3 separate regions of the Sus scrofa genome follow, and regions 1 and 2 are each linked to region 3. A link is a contact called in public HiChIP or PLAC-seq data. All regions are on one chromosome and are shown on one strand. The core of a region is the stretch at or near the end of the contact, and the rest is flanking DNA. Distances in the headings are between cores, read along the strand shown.

Region 1 (3,033 bases), core at 66-2,565, 260 kb before region 3:
TGTTAAAGAGAAAAAGCAATTTAAGTGTATGCACAGGCAAAGGAAATTAATTGAAGGACATTTATTCATTCAACAAATATTTGTTAAACTTAAAACATTTAACTTTTAATAAATTTATTAACAGGGTTTGTTTACATGTGAGGAATGGGTCTGAGGGAAAAGCAGTAATTTGTACTTTTTGGTAACCTTCTGTATATATTTAAAAACCAAGAGAATTACTTTGTATAAAGTCAAGGTAAAAGGAAGTTTGAGAAAGCAAGTAGAAATATATAAAAGGTACTTCACTAGAAAGTGAGAGGGACATACAGAACTTGTAACAAATTTTTTTCTCTTCAGTTCTGTAAATGAGGATGGCAAGAGGCGCATTCTACTTTTAGTGCAGGTGGGAACTTACTCTACAACCGGAAAAAAACTGGGTCTGATGATAAACCGAATACCGCTTAACTTCTGCAACCCAGGTCTTCCTACCACGTGATTTGGAAAAGTGGTGTATCTGTAGATGGTGTGAAATTGAAGCTGCAGGAGCTGCTGCTGTCGATCTGCGGGGTTCGTCACCTCCCAGGCTCAACGTCATGTTGGACAGGACCCTGAATCTGGTATCACCCACCCCGTTTTATCAACAAGGCAACTCAAGCTCCAATAGGTCTCTGGGCTAGGATGGGACTTCTCCCCAGCACTGACGTCAAAGCCATACACCTAACACGTTACTCCCCAGCGGGCGACTCCGGTCCTGTACACACCGCAGCCTCCAGCCGCCTCGGCGTCCTGTCCATAGGCTCGGGAGACGGTAGGGGGCCGGAGCTAGCACCCCGGAGGCGGCGTCCACGCAGAAGGGGGCGGAGTGTCCGAGTCCCCAGCCCCGAGAAACCGGGAGCTCGGCGTAAGCCCCGCCCCAGCGGTCACTGCCAGTCTTTTCCTCTCCGCAGCGCTTGCGGGTCTTGAAGATGAAGGAGCGGGTCTTTTCCGGGCCACGGCCGGACTTCTTCCTCATTCTAGGCTTCTTCCAATTAGGGTTCCACCGCAGCTCTGCTCTCCGAACCCTCCAGGCCGCGGGCTGCGGGCTGCGGGCGGCGGCGGCTGCTGTGATCGGCGAAAAGACGCAGGAAAGGCCAGCCCTCGCCCGCGGGACTCTGCCTGGGCGCACGCGCAGTGCGTGAGCGCGGAGAGGGCGCGGCTGGCTGCGGCCGCGGCTGCGCAGAGGCGGGGACAGGCGCTGCGCCTGCGCAGTGGCGGGGCGGGGCGGGAAGGAGGGAGGCGGTGGCAGCGGCGGCGGCTGCTGAAGAGGAGGAGGAGGAGGAGGGGGAGCGGAGGGAGGTGTTTCTGTCAGTTCCGGCTGTTTGTTCGGGAAGTGGATCCGCCGCTGCCGGAGCAGCCCGGAGGGAGCTGCGGATCGCGAGGCCAGCACCGACCCCGCCCGCCCGCGCGCGCCTCCCCCGCCCGCCATGGCCCGGGACTACGACCACCTCTTCAAGCTGCTCATCATCGGCGACAGCGGTAAGGGCCGCGGCGGCCGGAGGCGGCGTGGGCCCTGCCGGGCGCGGCCCGCAGGGGCCTCGGGGCGGGCAGACTGGCGGGGAGGTGCCGGCCCGCGCGGGGCGGGTGGGGCAGCCGGCGGCTGCAGGGGCGCGCGGAGGGGCTCGGGGCGGCTCCGAGGTGAGGCTGGGGCGCGGGGATACGGAGCCGAGGGGCCGGGTGCGCGGGGCTCGGGGCTGGGCTCCCGGTCCACTGGTCGCGCCGGCCCCTGCCTCACGTGTGACCTTGGTCAAGTCGCGCGGTGTCTGGAGTTGGAGGGACCCAGGTTCGAGTCTCGGGACTACTAGCTTCCTCATTCTGACCTTGGGCGAATTGTTTCGCCTTTCCGAGCCTCAGTTTCCTCATCTGAGAATTGGGGACTTGCCTCGTAGGGTGGTGTGAGTATTGGATGAGATAAAGCTGGAAAAGTGCTTAACACTCGACCTGGTGGAGTGAGCTAGCTCTAGGTAGATGTTAGCAATCGATGTGGTTATCAGTAGCCTTTGGAAGCTTCAGTTTCATCCTCTGTAAAATGGGGATATTCCCAGAACCTTCCTCATGAGATTCCTGTGAGGTTTAAATGAAGTAAGACAGGTAAAGCACTTCACTCAAGGACTGGCACATTCCTGCTGAATTATTATCTCTGTATGCTTCCGTTTCCTCATCTGTAAAAATGAAATAGTAGTACGATCTGCCTCACTGAGCTGATTGAGTATTCAGTGAGATATTGCACACACTATGTTGGGAAAAGTGTCTGACACATAGTGAGTTCTTAGTATATGTTTGCTGTTACGTATTGTACACTAGATGCTAGACAGATATTGGAGGTGGGTCTGCCAACATTACAAAAGTGCTTTGACCGTTTATACACTCCTAGAGAGCTTGGGGCAGTGCTCACTCTCCAGTGGCTAGTGCAGTGCCTGGCACCCAGTAGGTGCCTAATATATATTTGTCGAATGAATGAATGAATGAATATCAAGTACCCTCGGAAAAGCTAGTCTGGTTTCTGAGAAAGGGTGGAGGGTTTTTAGAGGTGTTTGGAGTGCGGCAGGTAAGCAGGTTTATTAAAGGGGTGACCAAGAGGTCAGGGAAGCAGGCCCCAGGAGGTTTCTGGGAGCGTAGCTGAGGCCCTGGGACTTTATGATGGGGAAGGAGGCTTGGGAAAGTGCCAAGTTTATAGACCAGACTTGAGTTGAATGTGGGCATCGAGGTCATGTGACTGGAGGCAGAGGCCAGGTTGGTGGTGGAGCTCATGGATTATTAAGGAAAGAGGGGAAATCAAAGGTGTTGTCAGTAACTGATGTGGCGGTGTTGTGACAGCTGGGCCAGGAAAGTGGGTGGGTTTTGGTCTTGTTGTGGAGCTGGATTGGGACGGGGCTGATGGTTTGGATAAGGTGAAGGGTATCTGGGGTTTCTGTGATTGCTGGTGGAAGGGAGAAAAGTTAGGGGCTAACTAGGGAGATGAAGAGTAGCTGTGGCTGACAGAGGAGTTAGGAAGGTGGAGTGGTTTGAATGAAAGAA
Region 2 (2,854 bases), core at 205-2,704, 190 kb after region 3:
ATCATGATGATTTCCACTTCTGCTCCTTTTTACTTGTTCTCCACCCAAAACGATCTTCTTTCCAAGGCTTAACTCCATTTCCACCTTCATGAAGCCTTCTTTAACCATCTTAGCTCACAGTGATTATCCCCTCCTCTAACTTCTATCATTTGTCTATGTGTCTTACTTTAATAATTTATTAGTGCAAACTCCAATAAATTTTTCTGAACCTCTCTAAAGCACATTTACTAGACACATGTAATGGTTTACTTGGTGCTAAATTCCTTATAAAGTATTACACAATTTATTCCCTTCTTTTCACATCCATCTTCTTTATTCCCAAGTAACAGCAAATCTAAAGTCATTCTTCTGGTTAAAACCTCTGATGGCTCCAAACCCTTTCGCTTGATGAGACCCTTCACCACGTGCCTCAGTTCATTCACAGATTCATCATGTCCCCCCCCCCTTATTAGAACCATCATCTGCTATTTGCCTTGTAAGTAAACACCTCCTCTTCTTTCTAGATCCAGCTCAAAAGTCACCTCCTGTCTATTACTTTCCCTAACACTACTGAGCGGGACTGACTGAATTACCATTTATGCTTTCATGAGCCTGTAATACAGTCTTATTTTCTACCAATTACACTGTAACGTTTCTATTACTATTTCCATGACTCCTCCTGCCCCACCACTGAGTTCGTTCAGTACAGAGTTCGGTCTCATTCATCTCCATTCTGCATTCCTGCAAGCAAACCTGGGATCTAGTATAAACTATATGCTGAACAAACACCTGTTCAACAGAATTATTAGGACTTTAAAAATAAGGGAAGCCTATTTTTATGAGCCTGGAGCCTCCCTGGTGAAGCACGCACCACAGAGTAAGCCTCATATAGGGCTGGTCAGGGGTAGGGGAGGCCCTGACAGCCAAACTGACAAGAGCCTCGTCTCACACACCAGCTCAGCTACCGCCTAAGGGTGGGAGCCGAATACGACTGAATGAACATAATATCGTGCCAACTAAGAGGCAGTAGCACAGTCAGACGGCCTGACAGACTAACCAAAGGTAGTAGCACATCCCAACCAAAGGCAAGAAGAAATGCTGGCCGGCTTCGTCATCTTCGAAGAGAAGGAAAGACGCGACCCAAGGGCCATAAAAACGCCGAGCACGCGCTTCGCGCCACTCCTCTGGCGGAGGATGACGGGAAAGGGGCAGGCCAGCTGAAAGCCTCGCAGAGAGCGCGTGCGCGGCAGTCCTTCCGCCCCCTCCTCCTCCGCCCCCTCCTCCTCCCTCCCCTCCTCCTCCGCCCCCTCCCCCACACGCCCCCTCCTCCTCCGGCCCCTCCCCCACACGCCCCCTCCTCCTCCGGCCCCTCCCCCACACGCCCCACACTATCAACCCCCTCCCCGCCACTTGGCCCCGCCCAATCACCCTAGGCCCCAGCTGGCTTTCGCCGAGTACGCACGCGCAGCAGCTCCATTTCCCCCCTCTCCCCTCACGAGGCCCCACCCTCTCACCCTAGGCCGCCGAGAGCCTGCCGGCTAGTACACGTACGCGCGCCGGAGTCGGCCCTCCTAGACACGTGACTCCCGACTCCACGCTTCCTCTGCTTCAGCAGCTACTGCCAGAATAAGGCGTTATGGCTTCCGCCATTCCCCACGCTGCTTGTCTCTCTCCACTCTTTCCCCTTCTCCTGTTCCTCCTGTTTCTCTCTGCTCCGCAAGGCGGCAGCGGCCTGCACACCAAGGGCGCCCTTCCCCTGGATACAATTACTTTCTACAAGGTAACGCGGCGGGGGACATCGCGCGCAGGTGCAGCCAGAGCTCCTAGGGCAGCGCCCACCCGTGGGGGACGCTGGGTACAGCTAGCTGGCGGGAGGTGGTCTGTAGCAATGATCTCGTGGGTTCCCACCGCCTTGCAGGGCTGGTGGACTTTGGGCCGAGGCCGTATCTTGGCCTTGGAGCATGCATGATCCATGGTCACCACGCACCTTTGCCTTTGCAATATTTATACTTGCTTCCTCCTTTGCAAAAGAACTGCAGAAATGGAGCTGAGGGAGCAGGGTGCCCCTTCCCATCACCTGTGGGAAGAGGGAGGTGCCAGGTGAGCCCAATCCTCGGGTCCAAAGTAGAGAAACCTGGAGGGCAGTTCGAAGCGGACGCCACTGTGTTGGGCAGGGGTGGAAACCCTGCTTGTTAACCTGCACTTCAGCGCCCCTCTTTCCTTGGCATGGATTTCAGCCACTGTCCAGATATTCTGCCTCTCCATAAAAAGTGCAAGCTTTGAGAATAAGCTTCAGTTCAACCACTCTGTAGTGAATGTCTTGGGCCTGGTGGCAAAATCGGGTCAAGACTTGGAAGGATTAGCTACAATCCCCACCTCCGTATTCACAGAATTGGGGTCCTGGCCTCGGTACGTGGAAGGTGGAAATATGGAAAGCTGAATGCAGTCCCAGTCCCCTGATCTTTCACCTTTCTTCACCCACTGGCACCTTAACTTCACCTGTGAGACGGGCGAGCTAAGTGTTGAGAGAGAACCAGGCGTTTTATTTTAGTCCATGCTCATTGCTGGGAAGTGAAACCAAGAAGTATCTATCTATCTCAAGTGATTGAACTCTTCCCCTTTTCGAAAGGGTTCCTGTTCCTGAAGTTGGTACCTGTGACTCATTCAAGGCAAATTTTCAAGAATGTAAAAGTGTAGGTGTATGGAGTTGCCATTGTGGCTCAGCGATAATGAACCCAACTAGTGCCCAGAGGATGTGGGTTCGATCCCTGGCCTCGCTCAGTGGGGTAAGGATCCAGTGCTGCCAGTGAGCTCTGGTGTCGTGATATCTGGTGTTGTTGCGGCTGTGGCGTAGGCCGGCAGCTGCAGCTCCAGC
Region 3 (2,888 bases), core at 147-2,646:
CCTTTGACAGGTTATTGGTGTAACATAACGAGCACAAACCTTGGTTCCAATTTTGACTTCACTAGTTCTCAGCTGTTTGCAAGAGAGTTCCACTTACTTCATCTGTTACTTCATCTGTTATCTCATCTGTTAATAGGGTATAACAATATACTCACCTCAGGAGTTTCCACTGTGGCTCAGCAGGTTACAAACCCGTCTAGTATCCATGAGGATGCCAGTTTGATCCCTGGCCTCGCTCAGTGGGTTAAGGATCCTGAACTGTCACGAACTATGGTGTAGGTCGTGTAGGTCGCAGACACTGCTCAGATCTGGCGTTGCTGTGGCTGTGGTGTAGGCCAGAGGCTACAGTTCCTATTCGACCCCTACCTAGCCTGGGAACTTCCATGTGCCACAGAAGCGGCCCTAAAAAGCAAAAAATACATACATATTTTATATATTCCACATACATACACTTACCTCGAAGAGCCAAATGCCTACTTTATAAAGAATAAGGAAACTAATGGAAAAAAAAAGAGCTTCACGCAAAATGAAAGCCCTGTATACATAACTGTTATTGCTATATATCTGTTCTTACCTCAGGATTCTTCCGGAGGTTCAGTGTCTGACCTCTATCACAAGCCGATATCCTCTGCTTCTTCCGCAGCGTGTTTCTGCTACCATAAATCTAGACCACGACGTTAGGAAAAACACAGAAGGTGAGAAATGTCCCGCTGCCACTCGAATTGGGTGGTAAGGTCCAATAGCCCCGCCTGGTCTGGGGCCTTTGACGTCATCAGCACTGCGCCGTCGCTGCGGAGGGCCCGGGGGCCTGTCCTGAGTTTGGCGCCACCTTGGGGAGGCCTTGGCAGACGCCTGCAAGTCAACTGCGTGGTTCGGGGGCGACTCGGAAACCCCAGCGGACCGCGGCGAGGGGCGCGTGGAGCTGTGGGGGCACGAAGTCTGGCCGCAGGAAGGGCGGCCCGGAGTTCAAGTAGTGCACAGCGCCGGCAGGCGGGCGGCCGGCAGGGCTGCCCGGCGCGGGTGTCCCGGCGATGTGTGGCGCTGAAGCAGCAGCGGGAGCAGCGGCGGCGGCGGCGGCGGCGGCGGGGTCGGCCTCGGCTTCTCGGCGGTGCCGGCGGCGGAGGCGGAGGCGCAGGTTCCTCTTCAGGACCTGGCGAGCCCGGGCCTAAGCGGAGGCCCTTCGAGGCCCCAGCACAGCGCCCCGGATCGGGGCCCTCTCCGCCTCGCCCTGCCCCGGGAGCCTGCCTCCCCGGCCGGGGATGAGGCCGGGAGGCGGCCGCGTGGGGCCCAGCACAAAGGCTTCTTCCCGGGGGCCGCTGCCGCCGCCGCCGCCAGCCTAGAACCGCCCGCCGAGGCCGAGCCGGCGCCGGGGCCTTCATTCCTGCCGGTTCCTGGGGGCGGCTGCTGCCAGTCTTCCCGAGGCTCGGGGTCCGGAGCGCTGAGCTCCTTGTTCCCTCGGCTGCGGTGGGATCAGGCAGCTGCGCAGCCTCCGCTGCTCCCGGCCGTGCGGGCCTCGCGGAGCATGTCGGAGGAGAGCGACATGGAGAAAGCCATCAAGGTAAGGGGGAGATGCCCCCTTCCTCCCCCCTCTTTGCTCCTGTGGCATTCCTCTTGCCTCCAGCAGTAGAAAGAAGAGATAACTTGGAGAGATTGCAGCATCTCCCAGATTTAGATCTTCCCCGGATTTTTTGGACTGCATTTTACAGCACTGGGGCGAAGGGTTGCGCGCGCGTGTGTGTGTGTAGAGAGAGAGATTTCCGACTCCCTGCGGCGATTTATTTGCTTAAAACCGGCATGTGGCTAGTGCTTAGCTAGGATGGAAGTGAGTGGCGTGGAGATGCTTGACGTTTGTAGGATGGAGGGGGCCGTACTACTACTCTACTTTAGACTGCTGCCCAAGTGTCGTCAGAATTTGCGTCCAGATAATATGCAGCAACACTTGGAGAGTTGGACTTTACCCATCGCTGCAGATTTGTTTGAAATTTGCATTTTCAGAAGGAAAACCTGTTCTTTGGCGAAGAGGTTGTTCTCACTTTTCCGTGTGGCCTCTCCCCTTTTCAGTGGCTACAAAAGTCTTGAGGTAGGTGCAAGTCTTATGTGATCCAGGAACAACAAGGTGTCTTGGATGCAGTGGGTCAGTGTAGATTGTTAGAGACAAGTAATGGGAAGCCAAAGCACATAGGGCCTTGTAGGCCATTGTAAGAAGTTTAGCTTTGACTTTGAGTAAAAGAGGAAATCTGGGAGAGTTTTGAGCAGAAGACAGATATAGTTTTAGTGGGCAAGTATGTAAAGGGGGAGGCAGTTTTACTTAGTGGTTGTAAAAGTTTCTCCAGGTTGACTCATGAGTTGAAATCTTAGCCTGGCCGTTCATTTAACTGTGTCCTGGAATAAGTCACTTTACTTCTCTGTCCCTTGTTTCCTCATCCAAAGAAAGAGGATTAAAAAAAGCCCCAAAAACAGAAACTATTTCCTATCTACAGGGAGCTATATTTTGCCACTTGTGATGGAACATGATGAAGGATAATGTGAAAAAAAGAATGTGTGTGTGTATGACTGGGTCACTTTGCTATATAGCAGAAATTGACAGAACATTGTAAATCAACTATAATAAGAAATTAGGAAACAAGAAATGAAAAGATACCAAACATTTAAAAATGTTAAAAAAAAACAACTTTCTCCAGCTCAGAGCTTTTTTGTTTTTTTTGGGTTTTTTTGAGAATTTAATAAGCACACATATCTGAAAGTGCTTTCAATACCTAACATTTAGTAAGAACTCAGTGAATATTAGCCCATAGTAACTTAAGAATGGTTTAGAAAGAGTTGCAGTTTTCTTCAGTCATTATTATCCAAGCTAATTTTCTTAAAAACATTTTTTTTCTTCTCTTCAT

Evidence for each region. HiChIP or PLAC-seq counts read pairs in DNA pulled down with a chosen protein or histone mark.
Region 1: a contact with region 3 is called in an H3K27ac HiChIP or PLAC-seq map of alveolar macrophages. The contact joins the promoter of RAB35 here to the promoter of LOC102160475 in region 3. A contact is called at or near these places in 1 of 5 promoter capture datasets (liver), 2 of 47 Hi-C or Micro-C datasets (brain and embryonic fibroblasts) and 1 of 2 datasets of contacts at active chromatin or transcription factors (alveolar macrophages).
Region 2: an H3K27ac HiChIP or PLAC-seq map of alveolar macrophages shows a contact between it and region 3. The contact joins the promoter of ERP29 here to the promoter of LOC102160475 in region 3. A contact is called at or near these places in 1 of 5 promoter capture datasets (fetal liver) and 1 of 2 datasets of contacts at active chromatin or transcription factors (alveolar macrophages).

The regions. Positions count from the first base shown.
Region 1 is chr14:40,139,543-40,142,575 of Sscrofa11.1, reverse strand. It overlaps RAB35 (RAB35, member RAS oncogene family), which reads left to right and starts at 1,315. Exons shown (of 6, transcript NM_001243291.1): 1 at 1,315-1,494. The coding sequence starts at 1,443.
Region 2 is chr14:39,694,348-39,697,201 of Sscrofa11.1, reverse strand. It overlaps ERP29 (endoplasmic reticulum resident protein 29), which reads left to right and starts at 1,454. Exons shown (of 3, transcript XM_003483432.3): 1 at 1,454-1,759. The coding sequence starts at 1,616. TMEM116 (transmembrane protein 116) reads right to left here and starts at 1,463. Exons shown (of 12, transcript XM_021074212.1): 1 at 1,442-1,463.
Region 3 is chr14:39,884,414-39,887,301 of Sscrofa11.1, reverse strand. LOC102160475 (laforin-like) reads right to left here and starts at 1,396. Exons shown (of 3, transcript XM_021074221.1): 1 at 575-1,396. The coding sequence starts at 1,379. The coding sequence ends at 678. MAPKAPK5 (mitogen-activated protein kinase-activated protein kinase 5) reads left to right here and starts at 1,404. Exons shown (of 14, transcript NM_001143694.1): 1 at 1,404-1,558. The coding sequence starts at 1,523.